2 separate regions of the Mus musculus genome follow, and region 1 is linked to region 2. The links are chromatin contacts, called in public HiChIP or PLAC-seq maps. All regions are on one chromosome and are shown on one strand. The core of a region is the stretch at or near the end of the contact, and the rest is flanking DNA. Distances in the headings are between cores, read along the strand shown.

Region 1 (4,400 bases), core at 1,759-4,258, 230 kb after region 2:
TATCAGCATTCTGGAACCAGAACAATACAAACATGGGATAAGGTTGATGAGACACGAGCATTTGTAGGTGATGTGGTCATCGCTGTTGGTGCAGGCTCAGTGGAGGTGACACACTCCGAATGCAGAGAGACCAGAGACAGGGTGGGGGTGGGGGTAGGGTGGGCGAGATTCTAGTTGACCAGCCACGGAGGAAGGGGTGATGTACTGATGAGGAAATGGCAAGTCACGCAGCTCTGTAGTCCCCTCAAGACTTTCATACAGGGTTGACTTCAGGAGTATAGTGTAGGAGATTCAGAGCCACATCCCGTGGGCTTGGTAATTTGTCAAGGTTGTCTAGCCCAGTGGCTCTCAATCTTCCTACTTGTGAGATCCTTTACTATATCTCCTCATGTTATGGTGACCCCCGACCATAAAATTATTTTTGTCACTACTTCATAATTGTAACTTTGCTACTGTTATGAATCATAGAGTAAACGTATGCTTTAAGTCCCCAAAGGGTTCGAGACCCACAGGTTGGAAACCATTGGTCTAACCCATCACTCTGGTTTGGGAATTCAGATTCCCATGTCTAATAATCAATTCTACAAAACTCCATATGCAAGACAGCAAAGATTACAAGAAAGGACTCTGCTGGGATGGCATTGTTCAAAGGGACTAAGAAAATGAGCCATGGTGTGTAGTGGCAGCTGCCTTTCAGGTTAGCACACAGAGGCTGCAGGAAGAACACAAGGCCTTACATACAAGGGTTACATGGTGAGACCCTGGCTGAAAAATAGACAAGTAAATAAATTAACCAAACAAATAGAAAATAAGTCTTTAGCTCCAATAATGGGAATCTAATTAATTATTGTGTACTACTTAACAGGTATTATTTATAAATGCTACATAACTAAATGGCATATGCTGAAGAGATAATAGCCATAAAAAATAATGATGAGGCCAGTCATAGTGATGCACACCTATAATCTCAGCTCTCAGAAAGCAGAAGCTATTTCCCCAAGTTCAAGGCCAGCCTGGTCTACATAATGCATTCCAGGCCAGCCAGGGCTACAGAGTAAAACCTGTCTCAAAACTCAAAAAATAATAATTAAAAAAGTAGTTATACATATTAATATGAAACAATGTATTTACACACCTTGAGAGAAGATTTGCTGCTGACCTGTATTATAATATCTTCTCATTTTTCACGTCATGTATTATTTGCAGCCAGGATTTAGAAAAGAAAGAAAACAGACACTCATCTTTTAAAATATTTTTAATTATGTGTATGTGCATATGCACATATCTGCGGGGTCCAGAAGAGGGCATCAGAGTCCCTGGAGCTGGAGTTACAGGTGGTTTGTGTATTGCCCAATATGGAAATGAAGCTGATGACATCACCCGTAATGCCAACCAGGGGGATGTTATGACAAAGGGACCTTAAGTCTGAGGACACCTGGTCTATATAATGAATTCAAAGTGAGTTTGGAGCTAGTGTGGTAGTACTGGCTTTTGATCCCAGTACTCAGGAGGTAGAGACCAGTGGAAGTCAGCCTGGTCTACATAGGGAGGTGCAGGCTAGCCTGGTCTACATAGTGAGACCTTATCTCTAAATAAATAATTAAATGAATAAATAAATAAACAACAAACAAGCAAACAAACAAATAAATATAATCTATAGTGAGACCAGGCCTCAAACAAACAAACAAACAAACAAACAAAGAGCAAACAGGATGAAAATAGCATCTACTCTAAACAGACAAAGTAAAAGAACAACAACAACAACAACAACAAAAAACCAAGCAAACAAGACCACCACCAACAAAAACAGGAACAAGAGGAAACATTGCTTTGTTTATATGAATAACAAAATTTGTTTATTTCCTCTTATTTGTTTCCTCTTCTAGAAACTCATTCTATAAAAAAGACACTTGAAATAAAGGGCTGAGAGCATGAACCATAAAGCTATCGGTCAGATGTTAAAAAGCTATAGAAAATTAAAAATTCCATTCACTATAGGAGGAAAAAAAAAATCAAACAATCCCAAACTGCAGGACTCATTCTCTGTATAATTTCCCCACAGTCCTGTACACATATAGCTTATGTGCGGCTTTTCTTCAGAAATTACCCAGTTTTTATTATTTTTAAAAGCACTTGGGAGCTAGCGAGATGGCTCAGCGCAGTTGCTCTTCCAGAGGTCCTGGATCTGACATCCAGAGGACCTGGCTACCCACATGGTGGTTTACAACCATCTGTAACTCCACCTCTCGAGGATCCAACACATATGTCTGGCTTCCTCGTGCACCAGACAGGCATGTGGTACACAGAGTATGCGCGGGCAAAATACATAAAATAGTATTTTTGTTTTGTTTTGTTTTGTTCTGTTTTTGTTTGTTTTTGTTTTTTTAAACCATTTGAACCCCAAGCAACGTTAGCCTGTTGCTTATTTATCTTTTTTATCCTTTGTGAATTTCACACATGTGTTTGGGTCATAATCACCTCCATCAGAGGTTATTCAGTTTTAAAGAAAAATCTCTCATTTTTATCTCCTATGCCGCATCTTCGTGTAAGTTAAAACAAGGCATTTAGAGGTTTCCTTTTCCACCCAAACTCTTCCTCTTTGTCAGCCTCGTTTAAATATTGCTGCATGCTGTCGCTAAGGGAAACGCTCCTGTATCTTCCAAAATAGAGACCAAGGAAACGATCAGATTTCTTTAATGCTCAATGAGGCATAACGACTTGGCTATGGGAATACAGTGGTGTACCTGGCGGCGTGAGTAAAAAAGGCTATGTAAAAGTAATTATAATTCTTGCGAAAGAAGTAGGCAAAGTCATAGAAAAATAGATTCTCCCGCGGGCAAGGAGCGGTATAAGTCGCTAGGAAAACATTTGGGAGCTAGGAAAGCCTAGCTGATGTACTGCAAAGTGGAAAAGGAAACGCAGAAGCGCAAGGGTTCTGCCACACAGTGATGATGGAAAATTCTGTTCAGCAGCTCAGCTTGTTTGAGCCGGGAAGAGCGATGATTGGGTGACAAGGTCGAGTCGAAAGCCTGTACACTTAGCTACGTGAAGTTCTACTGTATCACGCTCAGTGTTATTTTAGGATAGTCACGAGAGCACTTGAACCCTGAACAGGGAACCTCTCCTCGCCTTATCCTGTCGCACACGGGCATGAAGTGGCTCAAGTACTCAGACACAGAGGCAACTCCAACCAAAAGGCTAGCGGTGGTCTACGTTTCCTTGGAGCCACTCCAAGTCCAGAACCACGTTTAGCCTCACTTCCCCCTTGCCTCGGAGAGCATTTGGAAGGGATGACGTCACATAACAAATGCATGTCTGATTTAGTTGGTGACACGTTCAGTAACCAAAAAATCCTCATAACTTCAGTCAAACTAGGATTTTTCTAGCACTGCCCTTAAGATGTCGTTCTGGGTTCTTTTGGTAGGGAGTTGGATTTGGGGATGGGGCAGGGGGATGCCAAGGGCGCATACCCAAAGCCAATTTTCCTTGCAAATAAGCAGTTTAAGACAATTCCAGTCTTTGAGTCTTTGCTACGTCAAATACAGAAGAACTCGTTTAATACATAAATAAGAGGATAAAATATTTTTCAAGATAAGTAAATGAAAGGCATGGTGGCCTATACCTCAGGAGAACTTTGAGGGTAACCTGATCAACTTTGTGTGAGTGACCCTTCCAAAGAGGAGGGGGACGAGGGAAAGGGAGGTTAGGGGTAGGCACATCGATGTTAGTTTGCTGGTTGAACAAATTCCACAGTCAGCTGGACACTACCAAGAAGCTTCCGAGCTCAACGTTACTCGTAGCCACCGTGGAAACACTCTGTAGCACTTGTGAACTTGACGGTGTTCCCAAGCGAGTAAGTATCTTTCACATCAGCTGCAGACAACCAGAGTAGTTATAAATATAGGCTCAAATGGCCTCACCCGAGAGTTTGGATTTTGGCTTCTGATACCCGATGTGCTAATGGTAGCAGCAAATGGCTGGCCAGTAGTCTGCACTGCTCCATTTGCAAGTAATTTATTACCACAGCAGCATCTGAACTAGGAAGGAAGTCTCCCCAGCCTCTCTCCTTTTCCTTTTACTCTATTCCTGTTTCAGTTCCATGACTGAGAGAAGAAAGCAGCGGGGCATGGTGGTGCGTGCCTTTAACCCTAGCCCCCCAGGAAACAGAGGCAAACAAATCTCTGAATTTAAGGTTTAGCATGGTCTATGTACTAAGTTCCAGGACAGTCAGAGCTATACAGTAAGATCCTGTCTCAGATAAATAATAATAAAAATAAAATAATAATAATAATAATAATAATAGTAGTAGTAGTAGTAGTAATGATAATAATAATAAAGACCATTCTTGGCTCTATCTCAGGGCTACTGTAATAATGAGTGGGGTTTTTTTTTTACTACTG
Region 2 (4,045 bases), core at 461-2,960:
GAATGGCTGAGAAGCACCTGAAAAAATGTTCAGCATCCTTAATCATCAGGGAAATGCAAATATATATTTATTTTATATATATCATGAGTATAATGTAGCTGTCTTCAGACACACCAGAAGAGGGCGTCAGATCACATTGCAGATGGTTGCGAGCCACCATGTGGTTGCTGGGATTTGAACTCAGGACCTCTGGAAGAGCAGTCAGTGCTCTGCCTCTTGCCCCTTCTCATGGCTCCTTAGTCTTAAATTCAAGTATTGACAAGACTGCTTCTTTACATACTTCCCTCCTGTGGCAGACATACATATTTATCATGATGGTGTTCTTTCCACCCGAGCCCAGACATAGTGTCAGGAGAAAGAATGCAGCAGCCTGGTGTTCCACCAGTGTCCCAGAAGTGGAGGGAGAACTTTCCTGAGGCCTAAGCAGTTCTTTCTGGGCACTGTTATGAGTTGAGTCATAGAACGGTGCCTGAAGACACCCAGACATTTGTACTGCCTAGCAGTGAAGTTCCTATATGAGGAGCATAGAGGGCAGGCCATTAACTGTGCTTGTCCCTATGAATAGTGGGCTGCCAGTTGAGCCCAAGATGTATGGTGCTCCTTGGTAACAAAACCTTCTCTGTTGGTCTGGGCATGGTGGTATTCATGCTTGATTCCAGCTATGGGGAGCTAGACTAGGCAGATCCTTGTGAGTTCGAGGCCAGATTACAAACTATAGTGTTACTTCAGCATTAGAGTGGTCGGTCTCAGAGAGGAACAGATTCCAGCTCCTAAGCTGATGCTTTGTGCCTCCCCACGCTAGGCCTGCAACACACAGCAAACCCAAAATTCAGGACAGGAGATGGGTTTGTAAGGCTTCCCTTTCCTAGCTCAGTGTACCTCTGTTTTCCCCCGTGAGCATGCAGAAAGCAGCAAGAAACAAGGGCAGAAAGTCCTTCCTCTGTAACCTCATCCGAGGTGCCCACTGAGGTGCCCAAAGTCCACTGAGGGGTCAAAGTTTGCTCTCTACTGAATACCTTCAAAGGGTATTGAGACCACTCCTTACCACCATGCTTGGAACTGTCCCTTAGTCATCCCTGGTGAGACCAAATGTCACTCTCATTTCCATAGCCTCTGAAGCCTTTCATCTTTATCTCCACCTCTGTGGGGGTGGGGTGGGTCCTGGGCTCTGTCTGTGTGTGACCCACTTCCGGTACGTGGCATACCCATCTGCGGCTCCAGCTAGGGAGTGTGAGCTGATGCCAGGCCTTCGGCTGGGGACAGTTAGCTGACAACCCTCTGCATTTCTCAGGTGTGAGGCAGGGCTGGCATTTGCCAGCATCATGAACTGTAGAGAGCTGGATTGGTGATCCTGCTGAGCCTGTTCCCTGGGCTTGGGGGTGGGGGGTGGGGTGGATGAGAAGTTTCTGTCCTAATCCTAGGAGGAGGTGGAGAGGCAGTTACAGAATACCAGTTGCTTCTGTAAAGCTTCCCAGCCTTGGGACCCTTATGCGGTGGTGGGGCTGAACTCCCACTTGATAGGAAACTCCGTGTTTTGGTCCATTACTTACTTGGCCCTGGAATGTGGCTTCTTGTATCTGGTACTTCAGAAGAAACATGCTATTTTATATGCACAGCAGCTTCTTAGTTGCCGCTACCAGTCAGTTGATCTAGCTTGCTCAGGAGATAAAACTTAACTTCCCGTTCTGTACTCAGCAACCTGGGCTCAGAGGTGACGTCTTTAAACCTTAAAATTCTGCTGTCTGCACAGAACGCCAGGCTCATTCATGCAGTTAGGAAATACTTAGCCAGGCCCCTGGGGACAAAGTAGTCAAGAGAAGACATGGCTCTTGCTGACAAGGAGCTCTGGCGGCGAGGCATTAAGAGTTACTTTATCACAGTTGTGAGCAATACTGTAAATGTGTAGAGGGTGTGGTGGGACAGAGAGAGGCACTGACCTGTATGGTGGCCTGCCAGGATGGCTGCCTTGATGGTGTGTAAGCTCAACAGGAGGCCAAGAACGCTCAGACAGGACAGAGGAGGGCAGAGCTGACTTGGGCATTCACTTTCAGTTTGTGGTGATATTTCCCCCGGGGTGGGGGTGGGGGGATGTTGCACAACATCTGGAGACATTTTAGATGGTCCTAGCTGGGCATGGAATGAAATATTGCTGCTGTCTTTAATGTGTAGAAGCCAGGGATTCTGTTAATATACGGGACAATCCCGGCAGCAAAGAATGATCCAGGCCTGAGGCCCTTGGTCCTGCAAAGGCTGGATGCCCCAGTGTAGGGGAATGCCAGGGTGGGGAGGTGGGAATGGGTTGGGCAGGGAGCACCCTCACAGAAGCAGGGGGAGGAGTGGGTGGGATGGGGATTTCCAGAGGGGAAGCCTGGAAGGGGGATAACAGTTGAAATGTAAATAAATAAAATATCCAAGGAGGAAAAAAAAAGAATTATCCAGGCCCAACAGCAGTGGTGCTGATATTGAGAAACTACCATTTCCCAACCAAAGAACCAGAGTAAAGGCGGTGATGTTGGGAGAACAATCAAGAAGGGTACATGAAGGAATCAGTGAGTAAAGGTGCCTGCCTGTCACCAAGTCTGGTGACCTGAGTGTGAGTCCCAGGACTCACGGGAGAAGGAGAGAACAGATTCCCACATGTTTTCTTCTGCTCTCTACATATATGCTGAAGAACTCACACGCCTCTGCCATACACAAAATAGACAAGTGAGGTTTGTGTGTGTGTATGTGTGTGTGTGTGTGTGTGTGTGTGTGTGTGGTGTGAAAGCCCTTTTGGCTAGAGAGAAAGCTCCTATAAGGGTGACTAGTGTAGTTGTAGTGACCTTTCCCCCAGCACTGGGGATTTGCATAAACCATTAAAGGTTGTTTTGTATTGGCATCTAATACCTGAGACCCAGGAGTACAGCTAAATGATGATAACCCAGCCCTCATAACCAAAAACAAAACGAAACAAAACCTGTCAGGGCCCCTTAGCAGGTACAAGATTTGAGAAATCCCGAGAGAGCTTGTGAGAGTGGCGGTAGGCATGGTAATCTGCAGGAGTCTTGGTCTAGACTGGTGAAAGGGTGTGGAGAAGTGCGTAGGAGAGGAACACGCAGGAGACCCAGTCATCTGCAGGCTTGCCAGCCCCTCCACTAACACCTCCATCAACAAGAGTAAGCAAAATAGGCAGTGGGCGCTCGCAGTCCCTAACGGTAAGTGTTCCGTGAACATCTGTTGAAGGAATACTATGGCATCAAAACTTCATTTTGTTCACTGACTGTGCTGGCTGTTTCTATGTCAACTTGACACAAGATAGAGTCCTCAGAGAGGAGGGAGCCTCCATTGGAAAACAAATGTCTCTAAAGCTGGTATTATTAAAGCATTTTCTTAATTAGAGATCAATTAGTGTGGGAGGGTCCAGACCATTGTGGGTAGTGCTATCCCTGGGCTGGTGGTCCTGGGTTCTATAAGAAAGCAGGCTGAGCAAGCCAGTAAGCAGCACCCCTCCATGGCCTCTGCATCAGCTCCTGCCTCCAGGTTCCTGCCCTGTGTGAGTTCCTCTCCTGACTTCCTTTGATGATGAGATGTTAAGTTGCTTTGGGTCATGGTGTTCCTGTCACAGCAATAGAAGCCCTCACTGAGATGCAGATTGTGACAAAGCCTAGTGATGACAGGTGGGCTAAATGAGGTGTCAGATGTCTACAAGGCGGCACCTTGCAAAATGCTCAGTAGAAAGCATCCAATAACTACTAATTTAGTGCCATATGTCCCCTCTGGGGAGTGCTTCTAGTTGTGACGCTCATGCTGGCAGAAGTGGGAGACGCCCTCTCAGCTGATGCCTGTCAAGTGTTCCCTTGGAGACAGCAGAAAAGCTCACAAGGACTACCTGGCTGTGCTATACTATGTCACTGGGATAGCAGAGGGGCGAGTCCTTTATTACTATGGCTTACACTTCTATAAACTAGTATGTAGATGTCTTCTCTAGTTCCTTCTAGAAAGCAGCAAGCCAGTGTTCATAGTGGATGATGTGTATTATTCACAGTATGCCATTTTAAATTTCTCC

Evidence for each region. HiChIP or PLAC-seq counts read pairs in DNA pulled down with a chosen protein or histone mark.
Region 1: an H3K27ac HiChIP or PLAC-seq map of microglia shows a contact between it and region 2, with 6 times the contacts expected there. The contact joins two enhancer-like sites. A contact is called at or near these places in 7 of 39 promoter capture datasets (the 3T3-L1 cell line, cranial neural crest, embryonic stem cells and 3 more), 1 of 484 Hi-C or Micro-C datasets (nephron progenitors) and 2 of 115 datasets of contacts at active chromatin or transcription factors (bone marrow-derived macrophages and microglia).

The regions. Positions count from the first base shown.
Region 1 is chr10:88,619,668-88,624,067 of GRCm38.p6, forward strand. No RefSeq gene overlaps it. Among named protein-coding and RNA genes, the nearest start is that of Mybpc1, 17 kb to the left of the region's middle. Within about 2 kb of position 3,009, at least 25 of the 459 cell types and tissues checked have an H3K27ac peak or open chromatin away from gene starts, as enhancers often do. A contact at or near this core is called in microglia, where this site is marked.
Region 2 is chr10:88,388,566-88,392,610 of GRCm38.p6, forward strand. All of the region lies in intron 1 of Gnptab (N-acetylglucosamine-1-phosphate transferase, alpha and beta subunits), which reads left to right. Among named protein-coding and RNA genes, the nearest start is that of Gnptab, 11 kb to the left of the region's middle. Within about 2 kb of position 1,711, at least 188 of the 459 cell types and tissues checked have an H3K27ac peak or open chromatin away from gene starts, as enhancers often do. A contact at or near this core is called in microglia, where this site is marked.